2 separate regions of the Rattus norvegicus genome follow, and region 1 is linked to region 2. The links are chromatin contacts, called in public HiChIP or PLAC-seq maps. All regions are on one chromosome and are shown on one strand. The core of a region is the stretch at or near the end of the contact, and the rest is flanking DNA. Distances in the headings are between cores, read along the strand shown.

Region 1 (5,017 bases), core at 634-3,133, 430 kb after region 2:
AGTTTGCTTGGTTTTGTCTTCTGTGCAAGGGCACACAGTGGATTTAAGATACAGGAGGGAGAGTGGTTTAAATAACTTCTAAAGGTTCCTAGTATTTTCTGGCCATCAAGATGGGAATGTCCATTTCTTCAAATTCTGTTATTCTAGAAACCCCAGAAAAGCCAGACAGTGTCACAGTGTACATGGGAAACAGCTTTCTTCACTGACTTGTACACCGAAGTGACACATCCTCACGAAAAGCAAGTGGGGTTGGTTGTCACTCACACGCCAGTCGCTAGAATAAACAGGAGCTGTTGAGAAGTATTGGCCTTGGGTTCACAAAATAAAAGTGCAAACCCAGTATTAATCAGCTCTGAATTTACAGAGCCTTGTAGCCACAAGGAGGCCTAAAAGTAAGCAACTTGGGCCAAGGAAAGCTAGGGCCACTACAGCAGGAGAAGCACACACCTTCTTACCAAATGCCATTTTTACTGGGGGTTTTGCAGTGCAGTGTTGCTGGCCCAATGTGGCACCTTATCTATTGGATGAGTACTATATTGTATTTATACCAATTTAATTACTTGAAACAGTGATACATTTGTCTGTTTGCTGTGTTAAGCCTGCAATATATTTTCCAAGTGGTTTGGTTTTTAAATAAAGTTTCATTGTCTCCAGCTTTTTCTTAGTGGGTAGTGATATATCATCAGTAAATGGGAAACACTAAGAGAAAGCCAGAGCACATCATAACTTGAAGGCTGTTAATGTTGAAGAGATACCCATGATTAAAGGCACATACCTGTAATCTCAGTACTGTAAGGCAGAGCTGAGGATTGCCCTCCTGCTTTGAGGTCAGCCTGTGCTAAAGGCTATTAATATTCACGTCCGTTTCCTAGTTTCAACCAGCACAGCCAGTGTTGGGAAGAGTATACAGTTGAGCAGTCTTGTTCTAATTTTTGTTGATGACACAAATAATCATGGGAGAATTCAAAGAACTGCCTCCATCTAGCAGGGGTCTGGACAATATGTCTGTGGGTCATTTTCTTAATGACTACTATGAGAGCCCAGTGCACTGAGAGCAGTGTCACCACCCCAGGGAGGGTGCACAGGGGCAAGCTCAATACCTCAGAACTTGTGTAGTACTGCTCACGTTCTATGTATGGACGTTTATGTATGTGTGCTAGGCAGGTTTTGAAGGCAATGTTAGAACTGCTGAACGATGAATCAAAAATACTCCAGACTCTGAATTCACATCCTCAAAAGAATCAGCCTAGCTACCTTCCCACTACTGGTGCAAACTGTTCGTTAACTTGGATGCTTCAGGAGCCCTCAGCCTTGCCTGGATATGCTTAGGAAATTAAGGACCCGTGGTGCGGCTACCCGTAATTCTAACACAGGAAGCAGGGGTTTAAAGCCAGCTTTGACTACACAGTGAACTCGAGGCCAGCATGAATTATGTCAAAAACTGAGTGAGAAAAGGACAGGGGAAACGACAAAAATGTAGAAAGTGAAAAAAGGTGACACACAGGCTGGTAAGATGGTTCAGCAGTTCAAAGCACTGGCTGGTCTTGCAGAGGTCCTTAGTTCAATTCCCAACAACCACATGGTGACTCAAACATCTACAACAGGATCTGAGATCCTCTTCTGGCATTCAGGTATACATGTAGAGCACTCATACATAAAATATAAATAAAGGGGTTTGTTTTTAAGCGACCTGCCACTTCAATTTTACACAAAGGAAGCTCAGCGTAGCACCACTTCTCTGTCCTGGCCAGTCACTGACGACGCAACCGGAAGCGTGGCTCTGGTCCGCACGTTCAGGCGTCCCATCAGTATCGCGAGATAAAGGGTAATGTTATCGGAAAGCAATTGGCTCGCGCGGTAGTGACGTCAGATACCAGCGCCAAGCCTGCCTCGCGCGCGTTTCTGAGGCCGCTCACTCCTTCGCCGTTGTGCTGAGCTCACTGAAGAGTCGCCATGAGCAAAGCCCACCCTCCCGAACTGAAAAAGTGAGTAGAGTCGGCTCGATCGAGACTCGCCAGCCGCGGGAACCCTTCTCCTGACTTGCCCGTGCTGCTGCTGCTGGTCCCGGTGATCGTGAAAGCCGGAAGTGGCACTGAGGTCCGGTCGGCATGGTTACCTCAGTGCCTGTGCCTGTCTTCCCAACGCTGGGCTCTGTTAGGCGGGCGGCCAAAGGCTATCTGGATAGGGACCAGAGCAGCGGTCGAGGCGCATAGTTGTGAAGAGCTGGAAACTCACAGGCTTAAAATGATCGATTGGAGTGGGGCGTGGTTGTCTGTGATCTATGGAGCTAATACTGAGGCAGGAGAATGACTGCGAGTTCCAGACCAGTCTAGGCTAAAAAGTGAGACCGTGTCTCAAAACAAAATGTTAGTGGTGAGGTAACATGTTGTGTTTCAATAAACAAGTGCATTCTATTGCGTTCATCGAAAGAGCTAGTTAGTAATTTCCTTTTTGATGCTCACAGACGTAATTTAATTGTGTGTTTGTGTACGTGGATGCAGTTATTGCGGAGGACAGAGTGGGCATTGGATCCACTGGAGCAGGACTTGTAGGAGGTTGTGACTCCTCTGGCGTGGATACTAAGAGCTGAATTCGGGTGCTATAGACAAGCAGTAAGCGCTGAGCCATCTGTAGCCCCAAAAACTAGGTTTCTGATACACTGTCCTTGTATTCAAGTTAAATTTAAATGTCGTGTAATATCTTGCTCTGGTAATAAATCCATGGAGGAACATCCGTTTTCTAATTGTAAAGAGCTAGTTTTTTGAAGAATTTTTTTCTGTACCCAGTAAAATCAGGCAGACCCTTTGGTCTCAGACACTATTGATTGGCCTGAACCTGTAACATATGCACATAGTCTTTGGACTACTCAGGGTACAAGATTAATACTGGGTCGTTTTTCTGTGTATAGCCTGTTAACTGTAAAGTTCTGTCAAGACACCATTGCAGGGAAAAGGTCACATTTGCTAATTTTGTATTTGAGTGCACATTTTAATTAAAGCAGCCTCTGTGTGAAACCCCTGCTTATTTGGATCTGTTAAAGATTTATTAAACCATAAGTCTGACATTTTAAAAAGAAATTATCCTGTTTGTTTTGATGATGAGTTAATGAATGAAGTCTATATATGTGGTCTGGATTCGGCAGGAATTGGCAAAATGGCATTGGTTTTTAACAATTGGTTCCCTACCTGTAATCTTCAGTGTTCTTGGATTCTTTTTTTTTTTTTTTTTTTTTTTTCCTTTTCTTTTTCTTTTTTTCGGAGCTGGGGACTGAACCCAAGGCCTTGTGTTTGCTAGGCAAACGCTCTACCACTGAGCTAAATCCCCAACCCCGTGTTCTTGGATTCTTAACAGATATACTTGGGCCTTTCAGAGACAGGAACTAGTGATTGTGTCCATATTTTTGTTGGTGTGTTGGTGGTGTTGTGCTTGGAGCAGAGCCTGTGGGAGCTACTCTGTTCCCTGAGTTGATACCTTTTTCTCATCCCTACTTTTTAAGAAATTTGAAATACTGCTAGATCTTCCTCCTTTATTTTCTCATAAATACTTCCTCCTTTTACAGCTATTCACTCCTAGTTTAGTGTAACTCAGTGGTTCTTAATCATTTCTGGCCCTGAGTCTCAGTTTCAAAGCTGAGCCCCCCACCTCAGTCTTAACCACTAATTAATTCTGCATTTATCACCACAAAGTCAAATCCAGACTTCTTAGCCCAGCTTTGAAGCCCTGCCATCTGCAATCCAGCAGCCATATTTTACTTATATAACTAAGAACAATTGTCTTAATTATTGTCTCTTGCTGTAAAGAGACATAGTGAACCAAGACAACTCTTATAAAAGAAAGCATTTAATAGGGGACTTGCATACAGTTTTAGAGAGTCCATGATCATCATGAAAGAAGCAGGCAGACAGTAGTTGAAAGCTTTATGTCCTGAACTTAAGCAGCAGACAGGACAGAGAGACACTAGACCTGGCGCTGGCTTTTGAAACCTCAAAGCCCACCCCCAGTGCCACCTCCTCCAAAAAGGCCATACCTCCCAATCCTTCCCAAACAGTTCATCTGCTGAGAACTAAGCATACAAATATGTGACTCTGGGGGCAATTCTCATCCAAACCTCCACACTGAACATCAGTTCTCCATCTGTATAATATGGTAATAATAGTACATAAGTCGTGAGTATTTTAAACATGCTCCTCTGTTGCTTTACAAAATAACTCCTATTAAAATTTAGTGTTTTAGAAATGTAATTTGTAGATCTATTTCCACCTTCCTTCAGACTCTTATGGCTTAAATTTATATTTGAATTCTATGATGTGCTATACATTAAAACTCAATGAAGCCAGGCCTGGTGACATAGGCCTATAAAATCTGGTACTTGAGAAGCTGAGGCAAAGAACTGCAAGTTCAAGACCAGGGTAGCTAAGAAACACTGTCTCTAAACTGAAAAATAGAAGAGAGACGGGGTTATAGCTGAGAGGTTGAGAATTTGTCTAGAATGCTTGAGGCTCTGGGTTCAGGAAAAGGGAAGGAAATGTTTGTATTTTCTAGCCTGTTACTGAAAGGCAACTGATTTGACAGGCTGGTGAGAGTGCTCCAAAGGTAAAGGCACCTGCCTCCACGTCTAATGACCTGAGTCAGCCTCAGAGACCATATGGTTGAAGAAGAGAACCAATACCTTGAGGCTGTCCTCTGACTTCTGTATTGGCACCATGGTGAACCATACAAACAAAATTAATTTTTAAAAAATGTAGGCACTAGAGAGATGGCTATGAGTGCTTCCTGCCTTTTCAGGGGATCTAGCTCCCCCTTTTCTGTCCTCTTTGAGTTCCTGCCTATACAGCATACATTCACACAGACACAAACATACTCCAAGTAATAAAAATATCTTAATGACCTTATATGTCTTTCTGTACTGAAATTCTTATGTTTGATACAAATTAAAGTTTCAAAGTATGGACTTATTTCACTAACATGGGTTGAAATCTATCCTGAACATTAAAAGCTTAATGCTTTAATGTTAAAT
Region 2 (4,617 bases), core at 371-2,870:
TCAGCTCAATGTGTACAAATCTCCATTCATACAACCTCAGCTTCCGTGTGGAGAGTCAGAGCTGAGTTGGTCTATGTCCATGAATTACACATGTATGGTTCATTCATATACCTGGAGTACGGAGAGGACTGAGTGGTGAGAGACTGGAGACACAGTGGGCTAGTGTGGCAGGCTGTGACAAGAAGGTTGGCTTTTTATTTTTAAAGTCAAGCTTTACCTTACATCTATGAACTGTCTAACAATTACTACTTGATATTTATCTTGTTTTATCTCCATAAATAAGCAATACCTAAAATTATTTTTAATTTTTAGTTAAGAATTTTATACCCAATAAAGCGACTTATTAATAAAATATTAATAAACAAGAATTTACAACATACTTATACTTTAGTTAAAAAATTAATGGTTAAATAATTAACTATATAAGATATGTTAAAAATGAACTGGCCAGGGGCTGGAGAGATGGCTCAGCGGTTAAGAGCACTGACTGCTCTTTCAGATATCCTAAGTTCAATTCCCAGCAACCACATGGTGGCTCACAACCATCTGTAATGGGATCCAATGCCCTCTTCTGGTGTGTCTGAAGACAGCTACAGTGTACACATATACATAAAAATAAATCTTATAAAGAAATGGGTTGGTGAGTATATAGACGACTGTCTTCTGCAATATGTCAGGCAAGTTCTGTACTGGGATGATGGAGAAGAGCTGACAGACTGTGAAGATATCCAGGAGATAAAACGAAGTGTTTACTCAAGTCTGGGAGGGGAGAGAGACATTATGTCCATGTTGAATTTTAGGTACTGCTCATTTGTGGCTATAAAAAGAAGTGCTTACTGAAGTCCTTTCATCCTGAGTTTTTAAGTATTGCTTATTTGTTGAGATAAAACAAAGGACTTGATGAATTCTAGGAAGGAGAGAGGCCGATTGGGCCACGTCTGGCTTCAGCTATTTTTTATTTGTGGAGATAAAACGACCGACTTTTGAAATCGAAAAAGGGAAGCAAACGGCCGCAAGTAAAGGTTCATATTCATAGCACCTGTGAGCAAAATCATAAAACTAGCCATTGGCACAGGCAGGGTTAACTCCCGCAAATGACACCTCCGCCCTCAGAGTCCTGAAAGCAAAAGAACCTCTCTAGCTGGTCCCCAAGCGAGCGCAGGGTGTATACAGCTCAGACCGGATCCCACACAGAGTCCCAACAAGCTGAAGACTGTGGCTTCAGTGATCAAGGAACGCCTATTACTGGCAGCCGCGCCCCACTGCGCCCTTCCGCCCTGGCCCGAGCTCCACAGAGCCCGGTCCGGACAGACCTGAGACCCCAAAATGCGGGGTCGGGAAGTGTGGGGGGGTTCGGCGCGGAGGACTCTGGGAGGCGGAAGGGCGCGAGGCCAGAGAGAACGCCAAGACTCTGGGCCACCAAGGCAGCCGGAACGCCAGGCCCGGAACCAAAGCGCCTTACCTTTCCGGGATCTGGTTTTTGCCCTTCTTCTTGGGTGGGGCACGGGCAGTAAAGTCCCGGCCCCGACTGTATCGGCCATAATGCCACTGGTTCATGTGGGCGCAGAGATGCCGCCCACCCAACGCCAGACGTGCCAGAGCAGCCAAAGCAGCGACCTCAGGGCTGCCAGAAAACGCCGCCGGAACCAAAGCGCCGGCAAAGGAACGCGCCGCGTCGATGCCTCGCTAGTGCGCATGCGCCTTGCCCCGCCGTGATGACGTCACACGTCGCGCTGAGAATAAGGTTTGTCAACCTGCCATTGGTTCCAACAATATTGTACTTATCTGGATGGAGGCTGGTATTGCAGCTGTGCGAATAATTACTTGCGTCGGCAAAACTGCTCAGGACAAGGAACAGAAATCCAGCCCCACCCCTCCGATCCCTGCATTCTTCGCGAACGTTGTCAATTGTTTACATTTTGTATATTCATGATTTGCTTTTACACATGTGTATCCTTTTTTCCGCCAAAAAGAAATATACCAAAATTTTATACAACATATTTCTCCTTATTTGATATATTTAACGTTTCTTCATCCATATATGTGTGTGTGGTGCCACAGGCGGGAGAATATATATATATATATATATATATATATATATATATATATATATATATTCCTAATTTTGAACGACACAGGACACTTAGTATAGTCAACATAATTAAAAATACCAACTTTTCTTTTAACCATTCCAATATTGAAATACCTCCACCTGTTTGGAGTTTTTTGTTTGTTTTAAGGTAAGGTATCATATAACACTCTGAGATCTGGAACTTGCTTCATAGAGTAATCTAACCTTGAAATCACAGAGATCGGCCTTCGCCTACTTTTTCAGTTCTAGAATTAAGGGTTATGGGCCACTTTAACCCAATTGGACTTTTTGTTTGTTTTGTTTGTGTTTCTGATCGTCTGTTACAGAAAAGACGGTGGTGTGAACATCCCTATAGGTGTATACTGTATCTGAATTCCTAGACAAGGGATTACTGGAATGAAACACATGCTAACACTTTTTAAAAACAATATATTCTAATTGCAAAAAAAAATGGTGTCCACAGGCCAGGTGTCACAATAGCTGTGGACATCATGGGTTTTAACAAGCACCAAAAATAACCCAGAGATAAAAGAGGAACTCCAGTCCAAAATTTCCACACAATGTCAGGCCCTGTGTTTCCTAGGGAATATCTGAATTATTCAAGTGGTAGACCAAAGTACAGGGCATCTGCAGAATAGTAGACTAAGTCCCCAGATTAGACTATAGAAATTTATGATCGCAATTTTTAAAATAAGTTTAAACTTTTAGTTTGAAATTTCTAAATGTAGCTTATAATTCATTTTTCATAATATTTATTATCATTGCAAACTGAGTATTCTGATCATAACACTTGATAAGTCAAAATGTGATTGCAAGATACATATCTTTTACATCTGGGTGCTAATGCCTTCAAGGTGTATAAAGTGTATCCACATTCTCATACGCAGTTGACTGATGGGTTTTTACAGTCTTCTGATGGGAGAGAAGCCGGTGGAGAAGGGGAAGAAATACAAGAGGAGCAAGATACTGACAGCGATATAGTAACGCACCAGAAGGGCGGAGGGGCTCCTCTCTGTATAAGAAAAAAAAATCACAGAGTCAGGGTGGAAAGCAGGGAGCTGAAACCCAGAGAGATGGTTGAACTGATGTTTGAAGTAGTCATGGAGATTGGTTTGAAGTCGTCATGGGGATTCAGACTTGGCCGTTTCCTGCTGGGGGGAAGCAGAGAGAATGAAGTTTATGGTTTGGACATAAAAAATAATTAAACATGAATGAACAAAGAAGCCTTATCCTCAGTGAGAGCCCAGCTAGGATGACATTCAGGGAAGCTCAGCTTTAGACTTCCATGATGGAGGGAGGGAGGACAAAGCAGATCATCCCCTCTTTCTTCTCAGACTAGCAGACTAGAGTGTTTCTCTGGCATAATTTGGGGAATCATGGTGGCAGCCTGCCCCCGCCAGCGGGGACCCAGTTATTTGTGGGGGTCAAGAGGGACCCATACCTTCGGGAGAACGGGCGAGAAAGAGGAGCGAGACCAAGCAGTGTCCTTGTCAAGGTCTGTTTATTGAGAGGAGTGTACAGCATTTAAAGCTCTGAAGCAGGAATTGAAGCTTAGGGCAGGGGGAGAACTGGGAAGTGCCCAAGGACATAAGGTGAATCATTAAGCTGCAAGATATCCTCCTTAGACAAAGAGGCAACAGTCTTCCCTGGACATGTTCTTTCTTTGAAAAGGTCAAGCCCTTCTCAGGAATCTGCTCAGGGCAGGGCACTAGCTTTGCCTAGTCCGGCAGTCCGATCCCCGACAGGGTCCAGTTGCTGAATCTCCTCGGCCTACCTACCTTTCTTGTTAGATCAGACATGGCTGGCTGGGTTCATTAGAAATTTTTGGCTTTTGTCTTCTCAGACCCATCCAACCCAGAGAGCCTTCTTGTCCACCGTTGTTATACACCCATATTGGGCATGATGCCAGAATCAGTCACAGTGGTATGCTCCTCCAAATATAAATAGTGAGTGTGTAGGATGTGGTTCTGGAAGATACTGTTTGAGACCTGTTTATATATGAAAGAAAATCCACATATTGTCTCACCTGACTCTCCAAAGGCTTCCTTTAAGCCCTGTACTCCGATGAACAGAATTTACTCTTTAAAAGATATGGAAAAAAATTTGCCTGTTTTCCAAGAAAAGACCTCAAGAAGTCTGAATTTAATGTGAATATAAGGACCTCTAGAGTAAGAGATTAAAGAATTCCCACAACAAATGCAGTATCCATTTGAAGTCATGTCTCATTTCCTCTGCAGAGCTAGTGGGGAATGTGACAAACTTGCCTTCCTGCTTGCTCCCCCCCCCCAAATTTCTTTCTTTCTCTTGGATGTTATTCCACAGGGCTTAGTGGACTCTGTTAAAACATTTCCCCTTTCCCTCCTGTCTGTTCCTGGCATTGAGCAATTTAAGCAGGTCTAATCCATTCCCTGACTCCTTTTTTCTTCTACAATGCTTGTCTAGAGAAGTTTTCATTCACTTAGAATTGTCTATTGCTTTGTATTAGATCGTCATGATTTCTCAACTCATCATTTCTGCTTCATTCA

What was found. HiChIP or PLAC-seq counts read pairs in DNA pulled down with a chosen protein or histone mark.
Region 1: a contact with region 2 is called in an H3K27ac HiChIP or PLAC-seq map of oligodendrocytes, with 8 times the contacts expected there. The contact joins the promoter of Snrpg here to the promoter of Dusp11 in region 2. A contact is called at or near these places in 1 of 12 Hi-C or Micro-C datasets (frontal cortex) and 1 of 1 datasets of contacts at active chromatin or transcription factors (oligodendrocytes).

The regions. Positions count from the first base shown.
Region 1 is chr4:120,367,828-120,372,844 of GRCr8, forward strand. It overlaps Snrpg (small nuclear ribonucleoprotein polypeptide G), which reads left to right and starts at 1,884. Exons shown (of 4, transcript NM_001135085.1): 1 at 1,884-1,985. The coding sequence starts at 1,954. Fam136a (family with sequence similarity 136, member A) reads left to right here. Exons shown (of 3, transcript NM_001106605.1): 3 at 1-652.
Region 2 is chr4:119,940,947-119,945,563 of GRCr8, forward strand. Dusp11 (dual specificity phosphatase 11) reads right to left here and starts at 1,621. Exons shown (of 9, transcript NM_001025650.1): 1 at 1,463-1,621. The coding sequence starts at 1,557.